Regions from separate parts of the Mus musculus genome. Here all the other regions are linked to region 2. A link is a contact called in public HiCAR-type and HiChIP or PLAC-seq data. All regions are on one chromosome and are shown on one strand. The core of a region is the stretch at or near the end of the contact, and the rest is flanking DNA. Distances in the headings are between cores, read along the strand shown. Region 1 has its middle 15 kb from the start of Gm30812. Region 2 holds the start of 1700069L16Rik (RIKEN cDNA 1700069L16 gene). Region 3 has its middle 44 kb from the start of Gm30812.

Evidence for each region. HiCAR-type assays count read pairs that join an accessible place to other places. HiChIP or PLAC-seq counts read pairs in DNA pulled down with a chosen protein or histone mark.
Region 1: an H3K27ac HiChIP or PLAC-seq map of differentiating embryonic stem cells shows a contact between it and region 2, with 9 times the contacts expected there. The contact joins the enhancer-like site here to the promoter of 1700069L16Rik in region 2. A contact is called at or near these places in 2 of 39 promoter capture datasets (embryonic stem cells and neural stem cells), 2 of 15 datasets of contacts at CTCF or cohesin (both in the NIH/3T3 cell line), 3 of 484 Hi-C or Micro-C datasets (bone marrow-derived macrophages, cortical neurons and embryonic fibroblasts), 15 of 115 datasets of contacts at active chromatin or transcription factors (VIP interneurons, bone marrow-derived macrophages, differentiating embryonic stem cells and 9 more) and 3 of 9 other capture datasets (adipose tissue, liver and macrophages).
Region 3: a HiCAR-type map of embryonic stem cells shows a contact between it and region 2, with 8 times the contacts expected there. The contact joins the enhancer-like site here to the promoter of 1700069L16Rik in region 2. A contact is called at or near these places in 1 of 39 promoter capture datasets (the SN4741 cell line), 1 of 15 datasets of contacts at CTCF or cohesin (the NIH/3T3 cell line), 4 of 484 Hi-C or Micro-C datasets (the N1E-115 cell line, bone marrow-derived macrophages, cortical neurons and 1 more), 11 of 115 datasets of contacts at active chromatin or transcription factors (embryonic basal ganglia, embryonic forebrain, embryonic stem cells and 3 more) and 2 of 9 other capture datasets (adipose tissue and pancreatic islet).

The regions. Positions count from the first base shown.
Region 1 is chr5:113,447,682-113,450,758 of GRCm38.p6, forward strand. No RefSeq gene overlaps it. Among named protein-coding and RNA genes, the nearest start is that of Gm30812, 15 kb to the right of the region's middle. Within about 2 kb of position 1,795, at least 10 of the 459 cell types and tissues checked have an H3K27ac peak or open chromatin away from gene starts, as enhancers often do. A contact at or near this core is called in differentiating embryonic stem cells, where this site is marked.
Region 2 is chr5:113,723,281-113,726,304 of GRCm38.p6, forward strand. 1700069L16Rik (RIKEN cDNA 1700069L16 gene) reads right to left here and starts at 1,492. Exons shown (of 3, transcript NR_033216.1): 1 at 1,351-1,492; 2 at 420-585.
Region 3 is chr5:113,419,357-113,422,245 of GRCm38.p6, forward strand. No RefSeq gene overlaps it. Among named protein-coding and RNA genes, the nearest start is that of Gm30812, 44 kb to the right of the region's middle. Within about 2 kb of position 1,340, at least 9 of the 459 cell types and tissues checked have an H3K27ac peak or open chromatin away from gene starts, as enhancers often do. A contact at or near this core is called in the N1E-115 cell line and embryonic stem cells, where this site is marked.

The sequences.
Region 1 (3,077 bases), core at 545-3,044, 280 kb before region 2:
GGAGCACATCTGTACAGAGTGCTGAGGACTCAGCTGGAGTACAGTCTGCACAGAGTGCTGAGTACTCAGTGGGAGCACAGTCTTTACAGAGTACTGAGTACTCAGCAGGAGCACATCTGTACAGAATGCTGAGTACTCAGTTGGAGCACAGCCTGCACACAGTACTGAGTACTTAGTTGGAGCACAGTCTGCACAGAGTGCTGAGTACTCAGCAGGAGTACATCTGTACAGAGTACTGAGTACTCAGCAAGAGCACATCTGTACAAAGTGCTGAGTACTCAGTGGGAGCACAGTCTTACAGAGTACTGAACACTCAGCAGGAATACATCTGTACAGAGTACTGAGTACTCAGCTGGAGCATAGTCTGTACAGAGTACTGAGTGCTCAGCTGGAGCACAGCCTGTATACAGAGTACTGATTACTCAGTGGGAGCACAGTCTGTACAGAATACTGAGTACTCAGCTGGAGCACAATATATACTGGTTTCCAGGTCAGGCGACCAATCACACTTTAGTCTTAGATCCCCTGTAGGGGAGGACCTGGCAGGCTTCCATACCTACATCAGCAGATGCAGCCTCCACTCTGGCTGGAACAAGACTCCAGGGAACCAGTGCTGAAAAGTGAGACCCAATAAAATCATCAGGCGGGCGGCTTTGAGCGAGCCTGATTAAGCGAATCTAACCACGGCTGTAGGTCTCTTGGAATCATGGACCAGCAGAGTTATCAAGCAATCGATTGCATTGTCTGAGCCAGAACTGGGGCAGGGAGGGAGGTGTCTGCAAACCTCCACCACAGAAACAAATTCATTATGTCTGCAGAGGTGCCTGGCAGGCCTGCCATAAATCAGGAGATTAATCAATGGCTTGGGGAGTGGGGAAGACACCGTAAGACAGGGCCGAAGGTCCTGGATCCCAATGAAGTTACAGCAAATAGGGTCAGACAGCCTCAACCAGATGGGTTCTTTCTAGCTGAGTGACCCTGGGTCACTTGCTCTGTGGGGACCACTTCATCCTTTGCAGAATGGGGTTGCTGGAGTCTGAGTTTAATTACAATGAGATTGTGTCCCTATGCCCTGCCCATAGCGGCAGCTGTGGGGACCACTGGCCACTCAGGGCACAGCAGATTAAATTAAGATGTGTTCTAAGTGTGAAACTTCCTACCAGATCTCCTAGATGTGGCATGACTGGAGGAAGAGTCCATAATTTTTTAATCTTGATTTTATTATTAAATAATACCTAAGATCTACTGTGTTAAAAAATGAATTATTGAGCCAACTACAACTGTATCTATTTTAAAAAAAACATAGCTGTAAGAATATCTAAAATAATCTCTTGTGATTTTCTTTCTATTTCTACTGAATGACACTGGTCATCCCTTCAGGACACGTATATGTGTGTTCATGTGTATGTGCATGTATGTGCACATGGGTGTATAAGTCAGAGGTCAATGCCAGGTGTTTTCTTTGTTACTTTCCACCTTACTTTGGGAGACAAGGTTTCACTCACTGAGCCTGGAGCTCACTGATTGGACCAGACTGGCTTCCAGTGGTTCCCAGGATCCGCCTGTGTCTCGGGGACTGTTCTAATGCTATGCTAAGACAATGACCAAGGCAGCTTCTAAAAGAAACTTTACTGGCGCTTACAGTGTCAGAGGTCGAGTCCATGACCATCATTGTGTTTCAGAGGATGAGTCTGTGAACATCGTGGCAGCAAGCAGGCATGGTGCTAGAGCAGTAACTGAGAGCTCGCATCCAATCCACAGGCAGCAGGAAGAGAGCTAGCTGGGAATGTCTCAGGCTTTTGAAACCTCAGAGCCCACCCACAGAGACAAGGCCACACCTCCATCAACAAAGCCACACTTCTCCCAACAAGGCCAAACTTCCAACAAGGCCACACCTCCATCAAGGCCAAACCTTCTCCAACAAAGCCACACCTCCTCCAGCAAGGCCACACCTCCCACAACAAGGCCACACCTCCCCAACAAGGCCACACCTCCCCAACAAGGCCACACCTCCTGATCCTTCCCAAGCAGGTCCACCAACTGAGGACCAAGCAGTCAAACACTTGATCCTATGGGAGCCAATCTTATTCAAACCACTACACTTTTGGCCCCACGGGCTTGCAGCCATATCATAATGCAAAATTCATTCAGTCCAGCTTCAAAAGTCCCCATAGTCTTTCACAGTCTCAATACTGTTTAAAATTCTAAAGTCCAAAATCTCTTCTGAGACTCGAGGCAATCTCTTAATAGTAATTCCCTGTAAAATCGAAATGCAAATTATATACTCCCAGCATACAATGGTGCAGAATATACATTATCATTTCAAAAGGTAGAAAAGCAGACATGGTGGGGGAATACTGGGTCAAAGCGAGACCAGAACACAGCAGAGCAGACTCCAAGTCCTGCATCTCCATGTCTAATGTCGAAAATCTCGCTCTACAGATCTCCCAACCCTTTCCAGCTTTGTTGACTACAACACATTTCTCCCTCTTGGGCTGCTTCCAAACCTGATCTGCAGGTCTTCTTGGCAGGTATTCCATGGCTCTGGCATCTCCAACATCTAGATGGCCTTGGGGAAGGCAATCCAGGATTCACCTTCATGGCGTCATGCAATGGCCTCTCTGGGCCACCATGCTTGGTTAAACATGGGTTTGGGGTGGGGAGCACAGAATTCAGGTCACCATGCTTGTGCAACAAGCACTTTACACACTGAGCCACCCCACCCCCCAGCCTCCTACCTGGTGCTGTATCCACTGAGCTCTCCAGCCTCTTCATGTGGTGGTGCTATACCTACTGAGCTTCCCAGCCTTGTCCCATGATGGCGTTGATTATTTTTTGTCTCATGGTGGAGACTGCAGCCAGGGGCTGTCACTAGGTGAGCACTCAGCCGTGGGTCTGCACACTACCCTCTCATATGTTTTGTTTTGTAGTGTAAGAAGCCGAGATCCTGTGTTGTGCTGCGAGTACTCTCTCCTCCTCCTGAAGTCTCAGTTTCTTCCCTGGACAGGTCAGATAGAATAACTGTGATGGACAGGGTGGAGACCTCCATGGTTGGCATCTCTCTCTCTCCCTCTTTC
Region 2 (3,024 bases), core at 242-2,741:
GTAAATGGCCAGCGCTCAGGAGGCAGAGGCAGGTGGATTTCTGAGTTCTCCAGGCCAGCCTGGTCTACAGAGTGAGTTCCAGGACAGCCAGGGCTACACAGAGAAACCCTGTCTCAAAAAAACAGAAAGAGAGAGAGAGAGAAATGACGCTGTGAGAGAGAAATTGACGCTTTTGCCAGGCTCCTATGTTCTGCAAAGAAAGCTAAGTTTGCCTCTATCGCCCGTCCTTGGCGCTCCTGTTCTGGGTTCTACCTGCAAGGCTCTGAGAACCGTGTGTTAGCCTGCATGGCTGCCCCCTTCCTGAGGTTCCCCCAAGGAGAGAGACTTCCCCTGGCTGACCCATCTAACAGGCTTCCAAAGAACCCTTTCTACTGAGCCTGGACCACTCTGCAAATCTAGGAGGAAGGATCCAGTTTTACCTCTTGCCAGTCTGGGGACAGCTGATGCAATCTGTCTCCTGCTGAGATGCTGGGCCCTGGAGCAGGAGAAGGGAAGTTCCACCTGCTGTGGGGCCAGCTGAGCGCCATGTGGCCAGGTCTGTTATAGCCAGCATTGCCAGCAGAAAGCCTTGGCTTCCCTTGTACCCTGGAAAGAGACCCGTTGTGTGAGAGTTGAATAGATAGAATTCATTCTCCAACATCAAACTGTGATAGTCTTTAAAGGGCAACCTCCAGCAACCCTTAGCCTGGGGTTGTTCTCCAGTCGCCTTTAGAGGGATCACCTTGACCTTGCACTCCCCCACACAGCTGAATCCGACGTTTGCCCCTCCCCCACCCTAGCCCGATCCCATCCTCTCTCACAGTGATGAACCAGCCTTGTCTGAGATATCCCGGATTCTTTTCTTTCATCAACACCTGCTCTCACACACCCTGTCTTGAACAGGCAGGTCAGGTTAGGGTGCTCTAACAAACGGTCCCCCAAGTCCCTCACTGATGGACCACCAAGGCTCATACTGCATACATTCAACTCGGACTGCATCTGCTCCGACTCCCCACTGGCACGATTCAGTCACCACCTCCATGGGCAGCGGCTGTAGCCTGTGAGAGAGGGAACGTGTTCTACAGTATCCTTCAGCAAGGGTCTGAGTCCTAACCCAGAACCAGCTGTATGACCTGCCCGGCCTTTGGATGCAGAAAGAAAGTTACTGCAGGGATGGACCTGACAGAGCTCTTACTAGTAGGGAACCGGGGGGGTGGGGGTGGGGGAATCAGGAGCAGAATCGACTTATCCGTGGATTATGGACAAGATATATCCTTTAAGGCACACAATTGCCTACTTCTGGACAGGTCAACAGCTCACCAGCCAGTTAGCGACAAATCCAACCAGGGAGGGTTCCAACTCGGTACTCACAGGAGCCAATTTGCCTGTCAACAGCGCCACCTGCTGGTCGATAAAAGTCATCCGCGGAGGCGCCCACCTGGGAGCTAGCCGAAGAGCAGGGCCCAGCCACTGCTCACCCAAACAACTCCCAGCCTAACCAGGAGGCAGCCTCGGCAATCGACAGTTAGGCCTGAGGACAAACATTCTAAATCGGGCGCCAGAGCACTGCACAGTTTTCTCAGTGGCTCTCCAGAAAACCCTATCTCAAGATGTCGTCATCGATGTGTCGAACAGGTGCCACTCATTAACAGTCATTGAGACTCTTTTAAGGGCTTTTTAAGTTGACTGTGTTGTGTACGGGTAACATTGTACAGACAGAGCAGGCTGTGTTTGTGTATTTAGGAGTATATAATAATTAAAAAGACCATGAACGGGGACTGGTGAGATGGCTCAACGGTTAAGAGCACCGACTGTTCTTCCGAAGGTCCTGAGTTCAAATCCCAGCAACCACATGGTGGCTCACAACCACCCCTAATGAGATCTGATGACCTCTTCTGGTGTGTCTGAAGACAGCTACAGTGAATGTACTTATGTATAATAATAAATAAATCTTTGGGCCTGAGCAAGCAGAGTTGACTGGAACAAGCAGAGGTCCTAAAATTCAATTCCCAACAACCACATGAAGGTTCACAACCATCTGTACAGCTACAGTGTACTCACATACATAAAGTAAATAAATAAATGTTTTTTAAAAAAAGACCATGAACTCAAAAGGAAGAGGTGGGGACATGGGAGCAAATGGAAGGGGAAATGGTATAACTACGTTATGATCTCAAACATATGTTTTAATTCTTTAGAGCTTGTTGCTTTTTTTTTTTTTTTTTTAAGGTAAGGACTTAGGTGGTAGGTGAGGCAGCTCCGTAGACAGAAGCACTTTGCCAGAGGACAAGCTGACGGGGAGCCTCGGGAGAGCTGCCCACCACCTTTGACGCAGGGTTGCTCACTTCCCTTTCATGGCTCGTCACAGCAGTGTGCCACAAACAAGTGTCCTCAGAATGGACACTGAAGGGGAAGAGGGCGTGGGAGTGCACCGGGTTGAATGCTGAGGTCGCAGGTCACCTCAGTCAGGTAGGCAGCCGGGAGCAGAAAGACAGGCCTGGAGGACACAGACAGATTCCTCCAAGACCCGGGAGAACCCAGAAAATGCCATTCGCTTCTTCTCCCCTCCCCACCCCTGCTGTGAGAAAGGAGAGGAAATAGGTATTTTTAAGATATAAGAAGATATAGATGCCGACACGACTTTATATTACGAGAGGAACTGCTGGCCAAGAAGCACCAAATTATTTACAGCATGTTTCCCAGAACTCAAAGAAACACTGAACTTTTTTTTTTAAACAGGCCTGAAACCAAAGCATAATTTATAACAATACATCAAACTTAGCAATACATAAATCCTCTCGCCTTACAAAAAAAACACACCGAGAATTGTTCACTCTCCGTAAGTGACTCAAGGCCAGCCTGAGGACACACGTCACCATGGACGGATCCCCATCACGGGGAAGGAAGCTGCTTCTACCGGAGGTGACTCCCACAGTGGCAGAGGGACCAGTTAACAAGGGAAGCAGAGAAATCCTCATGAAGCGGTCTGTGGAGACCTTCTCAGATCTGCCCGTAGTGCGTGGGACCCCGAAACTAGTCTCCTCT
Region 3 (2,889 bases), core at 90-2,589, 300 kb before region 2:
TTTCTATCTATCAGTCTAGAGAGTCACACAGATCAAATTGGGAAGGCCCCAGGACTTTGAAAGGAAAGGTTTCCCTGGTATCCAGGAGGACAGGTTCCAGGATTCCTTGCTGAGAGGAGAGTCCCTCACACATAGCTGTGGGGTTGCAAAGGGTAGCCCTACCTCCTACTACAGCCTCAAGCTATCTCCTGCTGGCTTCTCTCCACGACAACAGAGACAACAGAAATACGGGATGGATTTCTCTTGTGTGTACAGTGTGGAGAGTGATGTCTAAGATGCTGTATGGGTTCAACGCAGACACCTTCTTCTTTTTTTTTTTTTTCTGGAATAGTTCCCATCTTCCATCGGCAGACTCTGTGGCTGCAGAGATGGTAGACACGAAAGGCTGACTCCAGAGAGTGGGAAAGGCTGGTCCTCGCTGTGGACCTGGGTGTGACCTGTCCTGCCTGGGTTTCAGAGAGCAGAGTCTGGAAAAGAATCAACCATGTGGCAGGCTGAGAACAGCCCCCTTTGAGAGATGGGGTGGCAGGGAATGGAAGGGGAGAGAGGGGTCTCTTTCTGCCCTGGAGATGTAAAACAATAATGGGAGGAGCCATTAAGCAAGCCCAAGCTCAAAGACCCCTAGGGTAGCTGAGCAGATTCCTGACAGATAAGAAAGAGTGCTCGCTGCATAAGCAAGAAGACCTGAGTTCAAATCCCCAGGTCCCACATAAAAATCCAGGCATGATGTAACTCTGGTGCTGGGAGGAAGATGGTCATACCCAGGGGGATTCCTGGGGCCTCCTGGTCACCAATCCAGCTCCAGGTTCAATGAGAGACAAGGTCCCAAGGGATGAATCAGTATACCCATGATCTTCTGACCCCTGCACACGCTTGTGCACACATACTCACACACATGCATATATATACCACACACATGCCCCGCATATACTCACATGCTCACTGTGGAGCAAGTACAAACAGCTCAATGGAAAGAGACTCACTACTGTGAGGGGGAGGGGCTAGTGTACGTACCCTTATCTAAGAGACAGGGATTAGGTCCCTGTCTCAAATATCCACAAATATCCTTAAAACTCTTGCTATTTTGGTCAAAAATATCTTTCAGAAAATCTCTGGTCAGTGGTGGTATAGGAAACTTGGTGCAGGAATGGGGAAGCAGGCTCATTGCTATGTGGGGATGGGGGACTGTCTCTGAATGCTGCGTCCCTCACTCCGGCTTTTCTGAACTTGGAAACACTTCTCGAACAACTCAAGGTCAGCTGCCCCTCTGTGGCTTTCGGCTTTCCCAGAGCCATGCTCCAGACATCTGCTCCCCCCCCTGAGGAGTCAGACCACACACAGTCTCCTGGTGCTAGCCTGTAGCTAGGGTGGAAATCAATCACACCCCTCCGGCACCAGCCTCCTCAGCAGGGAGACGCTCCACCATTTTGTCTCTATTCAGAATCAATTTATCAAGGTATTGATGTTCTTGGATGGAGGGACGTGAACAAGACAGATGGACTCAGCTGGCTCCAGAGAGGGTGGGGTTTGCTTCAAGCAGCTGCTGGAAAGTATCATTGGATGCTTCTTCTCTGCCTGGGGAAGGGCTGGATGCTGGGCTGGATGGCTTGCTCTGGTAGACACTTCCTGGCTGTATCCCTGAACCCTACGTGCCCTCTTTCCTACATTCAACACATCCCATGCCAGCCACAGCTGGGCACATGTGGCCACATCTGGCCACATGTAGCTAATCACAGCTAAGCACGCTGTCTCCTGACCACAGGTCTGGACCAATGCTGGGTTCCTGAGCCAAGATGGCAACTAGAGCCTTCCTTGAAAACTCTCTCTCTCTCTCTCTCTCTCTCTCTCTCTCTCTCCTTGAGTCCAGGGGAAGGATGATTTTGCTGTTAAGGCCCCGCTGTCTTGACCATCAACATGAGGGGGATCACTGTGAAAATAAACCTCTGGGCAGTTCTTGAGAGACCGTATAAACTAGATTAGTTAGATGGGGACATTGAGATGGAGCCGCACCATCCCAAAGGCTGGGGTCCTGAACTAGATTAAGAAGAATGGAGCCGAGCCCCAGGGTCTCTCCCTGCTTTCTGACTGTAGATGCAGTGTAACCAGCCGTCTCTGTCTCCTGCCTCCATGCCTTCCCACCTCGATGGACTGTATCCTCACACCGTGATGGTATGCTTTCTGTCAGCTAACTTTTCACCACAAAGAGTTAAGTGACTAGACAGAAGGCTTCAAGGAGCAGATGGGTCCTGATGGCTGTGAGGGCCTAAAGGAGGAGACAGAGAGACAAGTAAGTCCCTGGCAGCATCTAGCCAGAACCGAATCTTGCTAGACCCGGGTGATTGGGAAAAGCAGAGTGTGCAGCAGACTGTAGAACCCCGGCTTGTTTAAATGGAGAGATTCTCCCCACATCACACTCGTACCAGTGAGAGAAGCTGGGCTCAGGTCAGCCTGGTTGTACAATTACAGAAGGCAGAAATAGAAGGTGTGGATAAATCTTTATTGGAATCAGCCCATGGTTCTAGATTGACACCCCAGGAGTTGGAGAGAATCTACCATTCATTACTGGCTGGAGCCGCAGAGGGAGTGGATTGACCCCAGAGCAGACTGGAGAAGGGAGCTGACCCCAGGCCTTGGCAGGAGGTCTGGGATGGAGAGAAGGGTAGGTGCAAGCTACTACATTTTGAAATCCAGGCCTTCGCTCCTGATGCAGTTCCTCCCTACCCTGCCTCACAGAACAGCCTGCCCCTCCCTGCTCCTGGATGCTGAAGGCCCTAAGTTTTGGAATTTACTTTGAAATGCTAATCACGGGAAGCAATGATCTTGATGTTGAGTCTAATTAAGGGCTGGCCTGGTTTAAACTTTGGAGGGCTCCTGCTTGTCTATGGCCGC